2 separate regions of the Sus scrofa genome follow, and region 2 is linked to region 1. Evidence: chromatin contacts called from public HiChIP or PLAC-seq data. All regions are on one chromosome and are shown on one strand. Each heading gives the region's core, a stretch centred on a gene start, on an enhancer-like site or on the middle of the called end of the contact. The rest is flanking DNA. Distances are from core to core; before and after follow the strand shown. Region 1 has its middle 240 kb from the start of ALDH8A1. Region 2 has its middle 50 kb from the start of SGK1.

Region 1 (7,877 bases), core at 2,690-5,189:
CCACTTTCTTCTCAGCATGAAAACACTCATCTTTTCATGTGAATAGATCTTATCTCTCCAGTTAGATTATTGGCCATTTGGTAGGTAGGACGTCTAATACTGTGTTCTCATTCTTGAAAAAAAAATAAGTATGCCACGAATAATTGCTGATTAATATAACAGGAAAGTGGTTTCAAGTATGTTTTCAGCCCTGGCCACTTTGCAATTTTTCTTTATTTTTCCACCCTAAAAACTTACCAAAGCAATACTTGTTCATGCTAAAAAGATACTGTATATAAAATAATCATTTCCCCATCTCAGCTCCATTTATTTCCTTTACCCCAAACAATCAATATTTTCAGACTGGTCATCTGCCCCATCTGTTTCCATGCTCATACGAGCACATGCAGACATATGGAAAAACATGAGTTTTCTTTATTTTTTAAAGTAAAATTGCACTATTATCCTATGTACATTACTTAGAGCTTTTTCAGTTAAGTGTATATCACATATATCTTCCCAAATCAGTAAATACAGAGCTTTTTCTTCATTCTAAGAGCTGCACAAAGTGTATCATGATTTACTCCATCCTTCCCACATCGATGGTTATTGAGATTCCCACTGTCTACTAAATAACTTCCAGTTTGATCACCATGCTGTGTGGCCTCTTGCATTTATACTTCTACTTTTACAGCTGGGGTCAATTTGTGTCTTAAACAATGCTATTTACTCCTTGGGCAAATGCCTCCAAAGCTCTGGAGAATTTTTTTCCTGTAAATTAAAACAACCACAGTGAAGTATCCCTTCTGTACATAACTAAGGTAAGAGCGTGTCTTTTTGTACACTGTCATTTAGGTAATGTGTAGTACATAGCAACGTTCTGATTCCCATTAGAAAATGGAATATTTTGAGTTTGCAAAAGAATCTTAGAACTTTCATGATAGTTTCAAAGGTACATGTATGTGAAGCTTATGACTTCTACCCCGCTCTACTTGTCATGACAACAAAAAGGCTTTGAGGCTGCTTTTCTGTTTTCTTGACTTAAAAACTGTTAGTCCATCAAAATATAAGCTCCATAAGAAAGAAACTAAACAGGAGTTCCCATCGTGGCTCAGTGGTTAATGAATCCGACTAGGAACCATGAGGTTGCAGGTTCAATCCGTGGCCTTGCTCAGTGGGTTAAGGATCTGGCGTTGCCATGAGCTGTGGTGTAGGTTGCAGATGCAGCTCGATCCTGTGTTGCTGTGGCTCTGGTGTAGGCTGGCGGCTACAGCTCTGATTTGACCTCTAGCCTGAAAACCTCCATATGCCTCTGAAGCAGCCCAAGAAATGGCAAAAAGCCAAAAAAAAAAAAGAAAGAAAGAAAGAAAGAAACTAAACAAAACTTGTGTCTATTTCTCCAACATATCCCTAGCCTGCTGCATGATGACTGATGCATAGAGCAGGGACTGTATCCGTATCAGTTGCATGAATGAAAGTTTTAAATTCCACACACTCTGAAGCACACTCTGTTTGGTCAGAAAAAAAGTCATGCTCTAAACTACTCAAGCCGTAGTTTCCTTTTTCAAATGACAACGGGGTACTGAGACAGTTCCCTGAGCTCAGTTAGCTTCTGACTCAGTGAACTACCAGAGGTCTCCTCCTTAGGACTGACTGAGTTGGCCGGGATCAGAAGCACACGTTCAGACACCAGCTGAGAACACAGTTTTCAAGACGACCTAGAGGGGATGAGGTGGTTTAAAAGCTGAAGCTCTAAGGGTGTTGCTTACCCTGCAGCCATACATACATGCCTCTACTGGCTAAAGCAATCGTGACACCGTGTAATACTGTGCTGTCATTAGAAAAGATGACACAGGAGGACACTGAATGACATGGGAAAATGGGGTACATAACATCAGGGAGAGTACGTTCCCATGTTAGCTAAAGGAAATATAGAGATGTCTATTCTTATGAGGCACAGACCCAGAAGAGATACACTAAAGTGTTAACACCCTCTCTGGGTGAAGTGACTATGAGTATGTTTTAAAAATTTCTTCTCTTCGCTTATTTTTCTGTCAAAAATGTTTTTAAAAAGATAAACAAGAATTGGAAGGCTTGTTTCTGTGACTATTACATAATGCTTATTTGCCACCTTATCAAATCAAGGCAGTTGTTTTTCTTTAACCAAAATTTTTTCTACAACACAATGCTTTAAAAAAAAAAAAGAGGGAAGGGATAATCTATGTTCCCAAAGCCAGAGAACTAACAAACAAGCCTCTCATTACCCAAGGAACTGGCAAAATAGGCCAGGTAGATTGTCCCTCCATGAAAGTGTTGATAACGGTGACCTACCTGGCTATTATGCTGACAAGCTCTGGTGGCAGGAAAATAGATGTAATTATAAGAATTTTTGACAGTTATGCAGTAGTTTTCTTCACAGAACTGACACGTTTTGTGTAAAAATATTTGACTTTGCTTAAAAATCTCCCGCTGGTACAGAGGAGAAGCTGCATATTTCATGAGCATTCAGATCAGGGATAAGCAACATGGGAACAAATGTTGCAGCATTGAGACCACGCATATCTTAAGCTGGTCACATGCACATTAAGTGGCTTTCTAGAACCAGAGAAATGCTGGATTGCTTCATGGTGTGTAGTCCTTACTGCTTTACAAAAGTAACGAAACCTTTAGTTGTGACGTCTGGCTCTTGATCATTACGAACCATGAAGAATTATATCCTGGAACTTCCCGTTGGGCATAAAGGGTGACCACTTCATTGGAAATAGCAGAAAAGCAGCTAGAGAATGACTTTGGGCAGCTCCACCTTAGGAGACCACATGCAATTAGTGGCTTGGGAAAAATCCATGTCCCCACCATAGAATTGGTACATGGACATAGCACCATCCTGGCACAGAAAATTTCCCCAAAATATTTGTTAAACAAGTGGATGTGTTGTACAAATGTCCAGATAGAGAGGCATACTGCAAACTCACACGTCAATCTCCCCTAACCTACTTGCTTCATGTAAATTAATCAAAATTAATCCACCTCTACCTCTCTATGTAGTTCCTATATAGCACTGCTGAAGGTAGGTCTGAAGTTTCTCTTTTCTCTAGAAAAATACCTAAGAATTTTGTCTCTAGATATTATTTGCTTAATTCGAATGGCAAAATAAAAATGAATACACAGAAGTCAACACAACACATGTACAGGCAAACTTTTGCAGTTTAAGAGCATAATTTTTGTTAAAAGGTACACATGAACACACACACACACACAGAGCATTAACTGGTCCCCGTACATAAATAGCAAACTTCTAGAGTCTGTAATAAGCTGTCGTTTCTTTGGTATTTTTAAAAATAATATCTGAACCTACTAAAATAATTCTCTTTGTTCTCCTCCTCCTCTGCTTTCTCACTATTTTAAAGCAATTACTAAATAGAACTTGAACCCAGAGAAGATGATAAAAGAGGGCAAGTAGAAAGAACCTGACTATTATGAAGCATCTATTGTGTGCCAGGCACATTTAATACTTCTTTAGGCATTTACATTTAATATTTCTTTTAATCCTCAAAAACCCTTGCCCAGTAGATATCATTAACACTATTTTATGCACCAGGAAATATATTCAGAGAGAACAAGAGATCTGCACAAACTCAAGTAACTGATCAATGATTGAGCAGGGCTGGGACTCAAGTCTGAGAAGCTCGGAGTTTTCACTGCATCACTGTCAATAATGTAGAAATATTCCTGCTCCCTGACAGAAGATTATTATAATTTGGAAAACCATTTAATCCATGGTGTCTTCCCTCGCCTCCTCCTATTTGACTGTGGTGTCAGATTTTGACACCAAGTGTCCCCTGGAGTTTGAAATAGAAAAGGACTGTGGCTTGGACAACTCACTGGCTGACTCGAGCCTTGGTTGGGCCAGAATTCTTATTTAGTTCCCTTCCTCTTCTCAGTTTCAGGTTGCAACCTGTGTCTGTGTCTTTTACTCAAGGAACAGGTGGCCTTCCTTGCTTGCACGAGATGACAGTCCACAGTGTTTATGTCAATTCGTCTCACGATGTTCAGTACATTTTTTATGGCACCAAAGATCAGCGGGAACTGGGTTTTGTACATAGAGGTAAAAGATCTCTGACAGGAGCTGGGCACACTCTTGGCATTTCCTTTCATCTGCTCGCTTTTTTTATTTGTGTTCCTCACAGACGATTTAAATAGCTTGTTTATTTTTCAGTTAAACTTCACAATGGCTAACATTGTTCCTATGGTACAAAATTAATTTTGATGAGGTGATGATGTCAGGAGGACACTGGGCTAGTCCCTTTTGCGAGTGTTTTATGAACTTTGGTTCACCTGTTTACTCTGGTGGAGCTAAGAAGGTGACACTTAGTGACATGTTCTTCTGTATCTGTGAAAAATAGCCTTTCTGATAGTTAGGTCCCTGGTTTTCAGGGCTCACCGAGTATGAAATGGAAATGGGATGCCTTTCATGGCTCATCACCGTCATGACCTTGGTCCAGTTCAGACAATCAAACTACATCAGAGCCCGTCCTTTCCGCGGCAGGAAGGTTGTAGTCGTATTTTCTCTGTAATATCCATGTTTTATATATGAATGTTATAAAATTCACATGGTATAGTGTATGCCATTCTATATCTCACATTATTCTCTGAAACATGTTCATAACTATTTACCCTAAGTCAATAAATATTTTCTTGAAGAATAATTTTCCTAGGATATGTTCTATTCCTTTTCAGGATGGGACATAATTTATTCAGCTAATTCCCTGTCATTAATTTTTTCTTTGTTTCTAACTAGTCTTTGCTATGAAAACTGTTTAAGAGATATTCCTGTGTGTGGATTTTTGAACATAGTCAACATTGTATGGTCGACTTCTATAAATGTGGAATTGCTGAGTAAAGGAACAAATTCATCCTGAAAAAGTGTGATTATGCCAGTTTTTTGGTTCTCCACCAGTTTTGCTTCCTCTCTTGCTCCGTTGTTTCACCATTTGTGTGTTGACCTGCTATCCCAGCACATGATTTGGGTTCCTTTAGAAGCTGGGAGTGTCTTGTCATTTTCTCCACTCTGCTCACTTTGCTGGACACCTACTCCTGTAACTTCCTCAAAATAAGCATTGTGGAGTCGTAATGACTACGTGTCTTTCATTTGGCATCTGAAATATCTGTATCAAAAGTCAGACAACCCCAAATGTGTCAAATTATTATTGACAGCTCTTTTGAAAGCTCAGTAATATGCCAGAAATATTCTGTGGCTGATCATAGATAAAATTTCTCCTCCAAGTTATTTTCTTAGTCTTCTACAGCATGAATGCTATTCTTTTCTTCAGATAAAACTGATTAAACAAGGCATAGAGAGATCTACCTTTGGATATGTGTTCCAGATTCATTAGTAATAGTTTTAAACTTAGTTTTTCACCTGAAGATATATTGATCTTATACCCATCTATCAGCAGGGATGCCTGTGCATTTAAATACAACACTAAATCATTTTTTTTGTCTTGGAATTTCTGTCTCTTCTTTATTTCTTGGGCAGGTGAAAGGGATTCAGGTAATATTTGTATTGGAAATATGCTTAGACAAGTGTGCCAGTCACCAGATTAACTATAAACACATAGGTCTTTTGGCGTCGGACTAAGAAAATCAGTCCTCTCATTAAGTGCATACACAATGTCCTGAACAACTATTATGATTAATTAACTTTTCCATGTTGCGGTAGGGAGTTTTACCAGCTCTTAGAGAACTAGATCCAACTAGCTTGTCATCTGATCACAAAAGAGAACAGGTCAAGTGAAAATGGAAAAAGCCAGCAACCAATCCTTTAAGAGGAAATGGTGATTTTTTGAAAAGGCATCTTGGTCTAGTTAATATTTTGTTATCTTTTTTCCTGAAAGGAATATTATTTTACCGAGGGATTTTAAATCTGCCTTTGAATATTCACTTCTAATAGACTGTGTTTACTGCTGTCTGTTCATATGTTGGAACCTTGTCTAGAGATCACCTTTCTTTGAGCTCTTGATGGAAGGTCAGACCTGGGAGCTATTCACTTCTAGCTGTGCCACTGTGCTGGAGCAAAATCTAATTGAACAGAGCTTGTTTTTTTCACTCAGTTAAAACCTTGCTATCTAGTCAATGATGCTTGATGCTAGCAGATTGAGTTGAAGTTTCATAATGAGAACTACTTCAATTTTTCAAGCACCTACTATGTGGTAAGACTTTACATTTGCTATTTGATTCCCAGGAAAGTCCTGCAAACTGTTTGACAGATGGTAAAACAGGCTTAATGTGCCTAAGTCTCTTACTTAAGGTCCTACAATGAGGAGGTGGAAGTTGCAAAATTCAAACTCAGCTCCTTTTAACTCCAGAGCTGTGTCTCCTCCATTGTAGGCACTTCTGAATTTTTTCATGCATCTGTTTATGCTATCAATCTGTGGACAAACAGAAAAAAATCTCAGAGGAGGAAGAGAAGGTAGGATTCATGTAGCAAAGCCACCTTACACCGTGCTTCTGGAAACACATGCTCACTAAGACATGTCAGCTTTCTGTAGCATAACTGATCCTTCCTTCTCAAACCAACTTTGAAGAAGGACCAGAAAATAGGGACATTTTGCCTTTCATTCTACAGAGGTACCTTTTTCTCAATTTCCTGAGATACAATGCATAGAAAACCAAGAAATACAGGGAAATTAAAAATAGCACAAACAGTAATTCTTACATACATGCACCTCACAAACATGCATGGAAAACACATTTGTCTTGTGTGGCTCAGTGAATAGGAGTAGTGATAATGAATAAGAATGGTCTTTTTAAAAATTCAGACACTCCATAATTGACCTGTGGTTTTTTAGGAATGTTGGGAATGGTGATGTGACCTCATAGGTTGAACAATGGCAAAAACATATGGGCCCTCAGAAGACCACTTTTTTTTTTTTTTTTTTTTTTTAGTCACTGACTTTCTTTGAAATTCTAGGTGGATTGCTCACTTTTGTAATATTTAAAATAGTTTGGTGAAGTGTTACAAAGACTTTTTTTAAGTTAAATATTTAATATCAGTCATAATTTTGGTAATTGCTAGTTCTTAGTTGCCTCCCCCCAGCAAGAGATATTTTTGATACAGTATATCCCGAAGAAGTCAAGATGCACTAAACTATTCCAAGTTTCTCTAAGATAATAGCACCCGCTCTGTGCTGGGCACAAGACTAACTACTCCTGTTTTCACACAAGACCTCTTTGAAGTAGGTGACGTTATTGCACCCAGTTTTCAGATGAGGAAACTGAGACTCAAAAGACATTAGATAATTTTCCCAGTAACATGGAAGACAAATAGTGGAATCAGGGTTCAAACCAGCATCTGGTTTGGTACCAGCATCTGGGTGCTTATTCACTGGGCTATCCAACTCAGATAGAATCAGTCTACTTGTTGAGAAGTTAATTTTTCAATGATTATTACTCTGTGTTCAAGGGTGGAGAAAGGGCTCCAATCAAAGCTTTGTAAGATCACATTTAGCAATACATTGGTTGCACAAAAAAACAAAGAAAGAAAAACCAGGAAACAGGAGTTCCTGTAGTGGCTCAGCAGAAACGAATCCAACTAGCAACCATGAGGTTGCGGGTTCGATCCCTGGCCTCGTTCAATCGGTTAAGAATCTGGCACTACCGTGAGCTGTGTTATAGGTCGAAGATGCAGCCCAGATCTGGCATTGCTGTGGCTGTGGCATAGGCCAGTGGCTACAGCTCCAATTCAACCCCTAGCCTGGGAACCTCCATATGCCACAGTTGCAGCCCTAAAAAGAAAAGAAAAAGAAGGAATCAGAATTCTGGCCTGAGGAACTATGAAACTCCTAAAGACCTAAGGGGGATTGACAGCCCCTCAGAAGGTGTCGTTTTTGGCCCAGAAC
Region 2 (7,877 bases), core at 1,946-4,445, 390 kb after region 1:
GATAAACACCTAAATGTGCCAAGACACACATTTGCCCATGGTGTTCATGATAAATAAGTCCTTCTATTTTCGCTTGTCTTTGTGAGCTAATAAATAAGTCAATCTATTTCTAGGCAAGATTCTAGCAAAGCTCAAAGTGGATGACTTCATCTTTTTAGAGAATCATCACAGCCTAGGAGTACACCGATATTATGTAAGTGACTCAGCTGTACTCCATAGGAAGATTAAACTTTTCTTATCGACCTTGGGTAACAGACTTTGGTATAAGAACGTTAAAAATCCCTTTGAGGTCAAGCCAAACATTATAGCTTGCTATCTATAATTTTAGTGTACTTTTCCAATGTCCATCAGCCTTGATAACTATAAATATACAACTCTATACTCAATTCACTTTTGTGCTGGTAGGTGGTTTTACTTCTGAGCTGATTTTTTTTTTTGGGGGGGGGCTATGCCCATGGCATGTGGAAGTTCCCAGGCCAGGAATCAAACCTGTGCCACAGAAGTGACCCAAGCTGCTGCCGTGACCACTCCAGATCCTTAGCCAACCACACCACAAGGGAATTCCACTTCTGAGCTGATTTTAAAATGGCCTTTCCTTGAAAGAGTCACCTAAATTTCTTCCTTGAGGGAAAATGCAAGAATTCAGCACCTCTAGCTGGGTTCGATAAGGAGCTGACAGGTGGCTCTCAACACAAGAGCAGGGGTTATAAACCTGTGTAGATTAGAAAATACTAAATACATCAATTTGGTCATGCCCAAGAAAAGAGAAGAAAAGAAAAGAGAGAAATTACAAGAGAGACCATTACAGTTCTCTTCTTGGTTGAGCACGGCAGTATCAGCAGCACTGAATTATTTTTAAAACAATCTGATATCAGCATGAAGGCAGACCTTTCAGGTAGTAACCACCTATGCAAAATGCCCCGAGGGACACCAGAATGTGGAATCCTCTCCCAGCCCACAACACAGCTTTGCTTTGTTCTCTTAACTCACATTTATTATTTTTTTTTCTTTTTGGCTTTTTTTTTTTTTTTTTTTTTTGCCATTTCTTGGGCTGTTCTGCATATGGAGATTCCCAGGCTAGGGGTCGAATCGGAGCTGTAGCAATGAATTATATATGCAACAGAATATTATTCAGCTATAAAAAGAATGAAATAATGCCATTTACAGCAACATGGATGGACCTATCATACTAAGTGAAATCAGACAGAGAAAGACAAATATATGACATCACTTATATGTGAAAGCTAAAAAAAAAAAGACACAAATGAACTTATTTACAAAACAAAAATAGACTCACAGACATAGAAAACAAACTTATACTTATGGCTACCAAAAAGGAAAGGGTAGGGGGAGGGCTAAATTAGGAATTTGTGATTAACAGATATACACTACTATATTTAAAATAAACAGGAGTTTCCTGGTGGCCTAGTGGGTTAAGGATCCTGCATTGTCACTGCAATGGCTCGGGTCGCTGCTGTGAAACAAGTTCTGTCCTGGCACCACAACCTGCCATGGTTGAGGCCCAAAACAAAAACAATACCAAAGACCTATTGTACAGCACAAGGAACTGTATTCAATACCTTATCATAACCTATAATGGAGAAGAATCTGAAAAAGAATGCATACATATAAACAGAATCACTTTTCTGTACACCTGAAGCTAACACAAATTGTAGATCAGCTATACTTCAAAAAAAAAAAGTGAAGGATGAGTAAGTTGGTGAGGCAAGGAAAGGTGGGGAAGAGAAACTCAGGCAGATGAGACAAATAACCAAAGGCCTGGAGAACTGAAGTGACTTTGTAAATTTGGAGCAAGAAAAGTGAAGCTGAACTGGGCTACAAAGGGTTCAGATCCTTAAGGCTTTTCACAAGGCATTTAAAATAATTTATAAGTATCCTCAGGAAACAAAGATCTATTGAAATGTTTCCATCACAACAGTGTTATCATTCGGCATAAAGAATGGAAAGAGAGAGTCAAATTCCAGAAATTCTTCCACTGAAGATTTATGGCTTTGGATTAAGGTTTATGGCTCTGACCCTGTTGCGAATAAATATGCTTGAGACTTAATACAATAAGCTGGATTCTTGTTTTGCAAAGAAAAACACAGACTCCAGATTTGGAAAGGGGTAACATTAACCAAATTACTAAAACTTCCCTCCCTAGTAAAATGGCGGTGGGGGGGGGATAAAAAAAAGGAATCGGAAACTGTAAACAAACTTGGTCCTTTGCCAAGCTTGTCCTTGTTTAATAGTGACGGAAGTGAAAAGGTAAAATTAAGATGTGGGAGAACGAAGGCATTTCCAAGAGGAGGGTCCCTGGGGGAGAGGGGAACCGGGAGAAAGAGAAGAGATACGGGTGGTCACAGGCTTTGCGCCATTTTGGGTTTGACTTGAGGACTCTTGCTGCGTCTTGCAGAGGCAGCGCCTACGTGGATCAGTCAAGGAGGTCTCTCTGTTTGGGATTGATTGTACATGAGTAAGCAAAAAGCTGTCAAAGGCCAAGGAGAGTAGACGTTTGTAAAATGCCTCTGCATGGGCGTCATCAGTCTTTGCATGGGAGATGACACCACTGACCTTGTACCCACGTTGCGTGTGGTTCCTAGCATTAAAGACTGGATTTGTACAGATCCGTTCATACCCTCTTGCCTCATCTCGGGGAAGACGAGTAGGACAAATTTTCAGTAGACTTCGAGGGTTAATCTGACTGACCTTCTCTGGGCTTAAACAAGGGGCCTTGGTCTTTCAGCACAATGTTCTAATCGGTTACACGAATCAGATCAATGGTTTGCCATACACACAAGGAGAAGAAAATAACAGAGTTTGAAGAAATGTTTTTTTCCCCCCCTCGGTGATTTGTAACCACTGAAGAATGTGAAAGTTCCAATTTTCTTCATAATTGAAATCATAACAGCTGTGAGAACTTGATATTTATCAAAGATGCGAGGAGGAGCCATACGGCTTTATTTCATGGATTAAGTCTAAAAGCTGTATGTATGTTCACGAAGTCACATAATGGATTGGTAATGGTTACTAAGGATGATAATATTTATTTAGACAAGTCAGAAATACCAAGTACAAAAGATGTTTGAAGCAGAAATGGCATAGACTGTTTCACGAAGGCACAGGCTGGAATTATCTATAATTTCAGTGAATGGCATAAATTCGATGACATAAAGTTGGCCCTGGCTTTCATTTTCACGGGAAGGACAGCTTGTAAATCATCGACATGACTCATGAGTCCCGTGGATGGTGCATCCATCCAGCACCTGTTTTCTCAATCAGTCAAGTTATATTCGGATGCAAATACAAATAACCGTGGTATTATTAACCTCGGCCACCGAAATTAACCTTTCAGTACTGGGAGGATGTGCAAATTTAAGCTAGTCGGGGTCATTTCCTCCTGGTGGCATACACTTAATTAATTTAAAAAAAAAAAAAAAGTGCTATTTCTTTTTATGGAGCCTCTCAGGGGTGAATGCCATTTTCAGGTTCCGTGTTTGTGGCTTTGTGTGGGCCATAGATAGGTAAATTTTACAAAAGGCCACAGCAGATGTGACTTTGAATTGAGGTCACATGACCAACAGCAGCATGTCACCCTAACCTCACTGTGGGGAAATCCAGGCTTCTCAGTAGCCACACAGGATGTCTGATCAAAAGAGGGATTTTCCCCTCTGCTCTGGAACATACTACTTCCTTCCCCTCCATCAACTCTACCATACAAAAATCTTCTCGAAACAGTTAACGATTTTCCCTGTCGTGACTATATTGTGGAGGCTGGGGCATAGGGACTGAGGGTGGGTGTTGAAAGGCTGGGGTAGAGAAGGGACAGGAAGAACAAGACCCCCTGAGCACTCTGGTCAGCCCATCACATCTCTGGGCATACTACTTGATAGGGACCGATGAAAAAGAAATGATTGCTGGCCCATGTAGATATCAAGCATGGTTTTTGGCGTTGGAACTCAGTTCAGAGCCCAGCACTCACACTTACCAACTGTAACCAAGTGTCTCCATCTATAAAATGGACACTAGCACAAACTGAACAGGGTTGCTGTACAGTTTCAAGGAGAGAATATATAGACAATGACTATATGTCTCTCTGCTTCCATCCCCAACCCCTCCCAAGTTCCCCAAGCCTAAAAGAAACCAAACAGGTCCACACCGTGAGAAGCCCATGGTGATTCTGAATCATGTGTCATGTGCTCCATCTCCTACTTCTCTTCACCTCATACTGTGTGTCCGTAGGATGTACTACACATATTAATCACAAGCCTGTGTCTTGTGTCTTTGTTTGGCAAAAAGAGAATTGAAAGAGGAAGTGGAGGTTGCAAAGCAAGTACCTTATTGAATGAGCTTGCATCAGTGTAACTTTAGTAAAACAAGTGAGCTTTTACTGCTCAAGGGATTTTGGCCACCTATTTCTAGTCTCATTTCCAAATCTCTTGAACAAAACCAGTGGGAAAACTGGAGGAAAGATCTTCGATTTTGCCTTTCTCTGTTGCAAATCTTTTAGTATTCCCACCCCCAACTCTTAAGGTTAGATCTCCCCTAAATACGTACCATGGACAAAAACATAGACGATTTGCTCAATCCACACTCTGTCCTGGAATGTTCTCTCCGAAAAATAATTCCACTGACATTTTTTTCTTGTTGAAAAAAATTGCAGGGAGTTCCCATTGTGGCGCAGCAGAAACACATCCAACTAGTATCCATGAGGATGCGGATTCGATCCCTGGCCTCCCTTAGTGGGTTAAGGATCCAGCACTGCTGTGAACTGTGGTGTAGGCTGCAGACATGGTTCAGATCCTGTGTGGCTGTGGCTGTGGTGTAGGCCAGCAGCTGCAGCTGTAATTTGACCTCTAGCCTGGAACTTCCATACGCCGTGAGTGCGGCCCTAAAAAGACCAAAAAAAAAAAAAAAAAAAAAGAAAAAAATTGCAGCTCCCTCTGGAAGTTCAGATTCTCTGTATAATCTCAAGATCATCTCAAGCGGGTATGTCTTTATCTTTAATTCTAGGAGATATGAGTCTGCCTGGAAGACTAAACTACTAGGGCCTAAAACATAAGTAAAACTACAACTCCTAGAGGTTTTTTTTTTTATTGTTGTTTAGTTTTCTCACTCAATTTTATTATTTTAAACTTTAATCTCACCAAAACAATTTTTTTTCACCCATGAAGAAAAAAAGACAACAGTGTTTTTCAACATAAATAATAATTATCTACATATTGATGAGCAGCATCTTATGCTTTCTGCGAATAAGCCAAAGGATTTCTTTGTGCAGGGTTAATGAATAATATAGATTAGAAAACCACAAGCAATTTAATTTCTTCAATGGTAATACTTTCATTACTGTACATAGAATGAAAAATAACAAGGCCATAACTTGGCTATAATGAATTTCCCCAATGACACTTTTGTAATTTACTTTTAATGTGCCTCCATTCAGACGATTCAGAAATAAAACTTAATCATTAGTATACTAAAGATGCCATGTATCTTTTTTTTGAAGAAGTAGTTTGCTTTTTTTTTATTACTCAAATGAATTTATCACCTCTGTAGTTGTATAATGATCATAACAATCTAATTTCACAGGATTTCCATCCCACAACCCAAAAGATGCCATGTATTCTTTATCATTCTCATACTGTGATCCATTGTTATTGATTCTACATTTCCTATACCAGAAGCCAAATACCAAACAGGGAAATATATCAATAATGACACGTTTAAGTATTTTTTATTTGGAAGACTTGAGAATCTTTTTAAGAATCTTTTTTTGTTCTTTTGCTTTTCAAATCCCTAGTTGAAATACCTATTCAAACTGTCACTCTGTAATCTAGTTCATACTCAAGGACAGATGGCCGTTTTGAAGATAAAAAAAAATCTAAATGTTGGAAGAGGTATAAAGCAACATTGGATACATGTCACTGGTTCAAAATAGCTCTACCACTGGCCCAAACCACCTATCTCTGTCACTCTTATTCCTTATTTCAAAGTTGCATTTCAACATTGAGTCGGAAAGACATCTAGGTCAGCCATCCATCCTGACTCCGCTCAGGGCTGCCCGAGCCCCAGCATCACAGCAGGCACTCCAGCTCGCTCGACCCCTGTCACACTTTCATCCCACTCATCTCTGGTCTGTTGTTTATCTCACTTGGTGACACCATTAACCCCTTGCTTTCCCTGGGACACAGCATCCTCTGGGACTGTAGTCAGTAAATGTTACTACCTTGACTCAACTTTTCCTCAAAACCCTCCCTCTGCCCTCTCACTTGGTTATGCACGTTGGCAATACGTGCCCTATATTAAACAGGCTTTGTCGGCCAACTGCGGTTTGACAATAGCCAGGTTAGATTTCTCAGCATCTCCATCTGGGCAACATACTCTGTGAATTCCCTGCAGCGAAGAGCCTCAGCTTTACCCAGATACCTTGAACCAAAAACATCCTATAAAGAAATACCTTGGCGTTCCCATTGTGGCTCAGTGGTAATGACCCTGACTAGTATCCAGAGGTTGCGGGTTTGATCCCTGGCCTTGCTCAGTGGGTCAGGGATCTGGCATTGCTGTGAGGTTTGGTGTAGGTTGCAGACAGGGCTCAAATCCCACATTGCTGTGGCTGTGGCATAGGCCACAACTGCAGCTCCAATTTGACCCCAAGCCTGGGAACTTCCATATGCCATGGGTGCAGCCCTTAAAAGAAAAAAAAAAAAAAAAAAAAAAAATATATATATATATATATATATATATATCTTTAGGGAGTTCCCTTGTGGCACAGTGGGTTAAGGATCTGGCATGGCCACTACTGTGGCTCAGGTCACTGCTATGGCTCAGGTTCGATCCCTGGCCTGGGAATTTCCACAGGCTAGGGACGCAGCCAAAAAAAAGAAAAAAAGAAAGAAAGAATGAAAAGAAATATCTTTAGGAAAGTGCTGCCTTACTTGAGACTTGGCTTCTTACTAAAAATGACAGTTTGCCCAGCACCCCACAGAAGAAATGGTCTCTTCAGGCTTCTCTCCCTGCAGGCCAAGAGCTTGCCTGACACTCTCTGAGAATTTTACCATCTTGACTCAACCACAGCCTTTACTGTCATCACCTCCTAACCTCTAAGATACTTTTCCCCATTCTTTCATCACTTTGGTGGCTGATGCAATGATTTTCTTCCCTACTCTGTCACAAGCAATCACTCTGGGCAAATACACTATTCACACTCATGATTCCGCTAATAACAGTAATGGTGGAAGTAATGATGGCTAATACATGCTTTGTGAATGTCCACTGTGCAGCTATAAGGATCTTTAACACTGGCGTGTTATCTCATTTATTCATTACATGCTCTATGAGCAAGAAGGGTCATTACTTTCACTTTGTTGATGAGGAGAACAACATTATGTAACAAGTCCAAGGATATACAGGATATGAAGTGGTGGAACCAGGATTCAGAGCCATATTTAGCCAACGTACAATGTCGCTCTTCCAACTCTTACCTCTGTCCTTCTACTCCACATCAACTTACAGGCATGTTTGTCTGTTGGGTTTTAGGAGTAGCCTCAACTTCTCCTTCTCCAAGTTTGTATACTCTGCTGTATCCTCTTGACTAAGGCTCTCAGCCCCCATCTCCTTCCTCACTTTCATGGCCATGCCCTTCTCCTTCCCATGCCCTCCAGGCTTTTCTGCATGGTGAAGACCCTTCTTCACCTGCTTCTGAAGCAGCATCCTCTCTCCATCGACCAGAGATTCCCACCATGTGTTTAATGTGGGGCGGACCCCACAAGCTGGGCAGGGTTTGTAGACAGTTTAGAGCAGAGGCGACACTGGCAGGATTGTGAAACACGGGTACCATCATTTGAGAGGGCGTTTGTGCGTGTAACCTTTTGTCACAG

The links. HiChIP or PLAC-seq counts read pairs in DNA pulled down with a chosen protein or histone mark.
Region 2: an H3K27ac HiChIP or PLAC-seq map of alveolar macrophages shows a contact between it and region 1. The contact joins two enhancer-like sites. A contact is called at or near these places in 2 of 2 datasets of contacts at active chromatin or transcription factors (alveolar macrophages and skeletal muscle).

What each region holds. Positions count from the first base shown.
Region 1 is chr1:29,299,687-29,307,563 of Sscrofa11.1, forward strand. No RefSeq gene overlaps it. Among named protein-coding and RNA genes, the nearest start is that of ALDH8A1, 240 kb to the left of the region's middle. Within about 2 kb of position 3,940, at least 2 of the 83 cell types and tissues checked have an H3K27ac peak or open chromatin away from gene starts, as enhancers often do. A contact at or near this core is called in alveolar macrophages and skeletal muscle, where this site is marked.
Region 2 is chr1:29,693,711-29,701,587 of Sscrofa11.1, forward strand. It overlaps a transcript of SGK1 not described here. Among named protein-coding and RNA genes, the nearest start is that of SGK1, 50 kb to the right of the region's middle. Within about 2 kb of position 3,196, at least 20 of the 83 cell types and tissues checked have an H3K27ac peak or open chromatin away from gene starts, as enhancers often do. A contact at or near this core is called in alveolar macrophages and skeletal muscle, where this site is marked.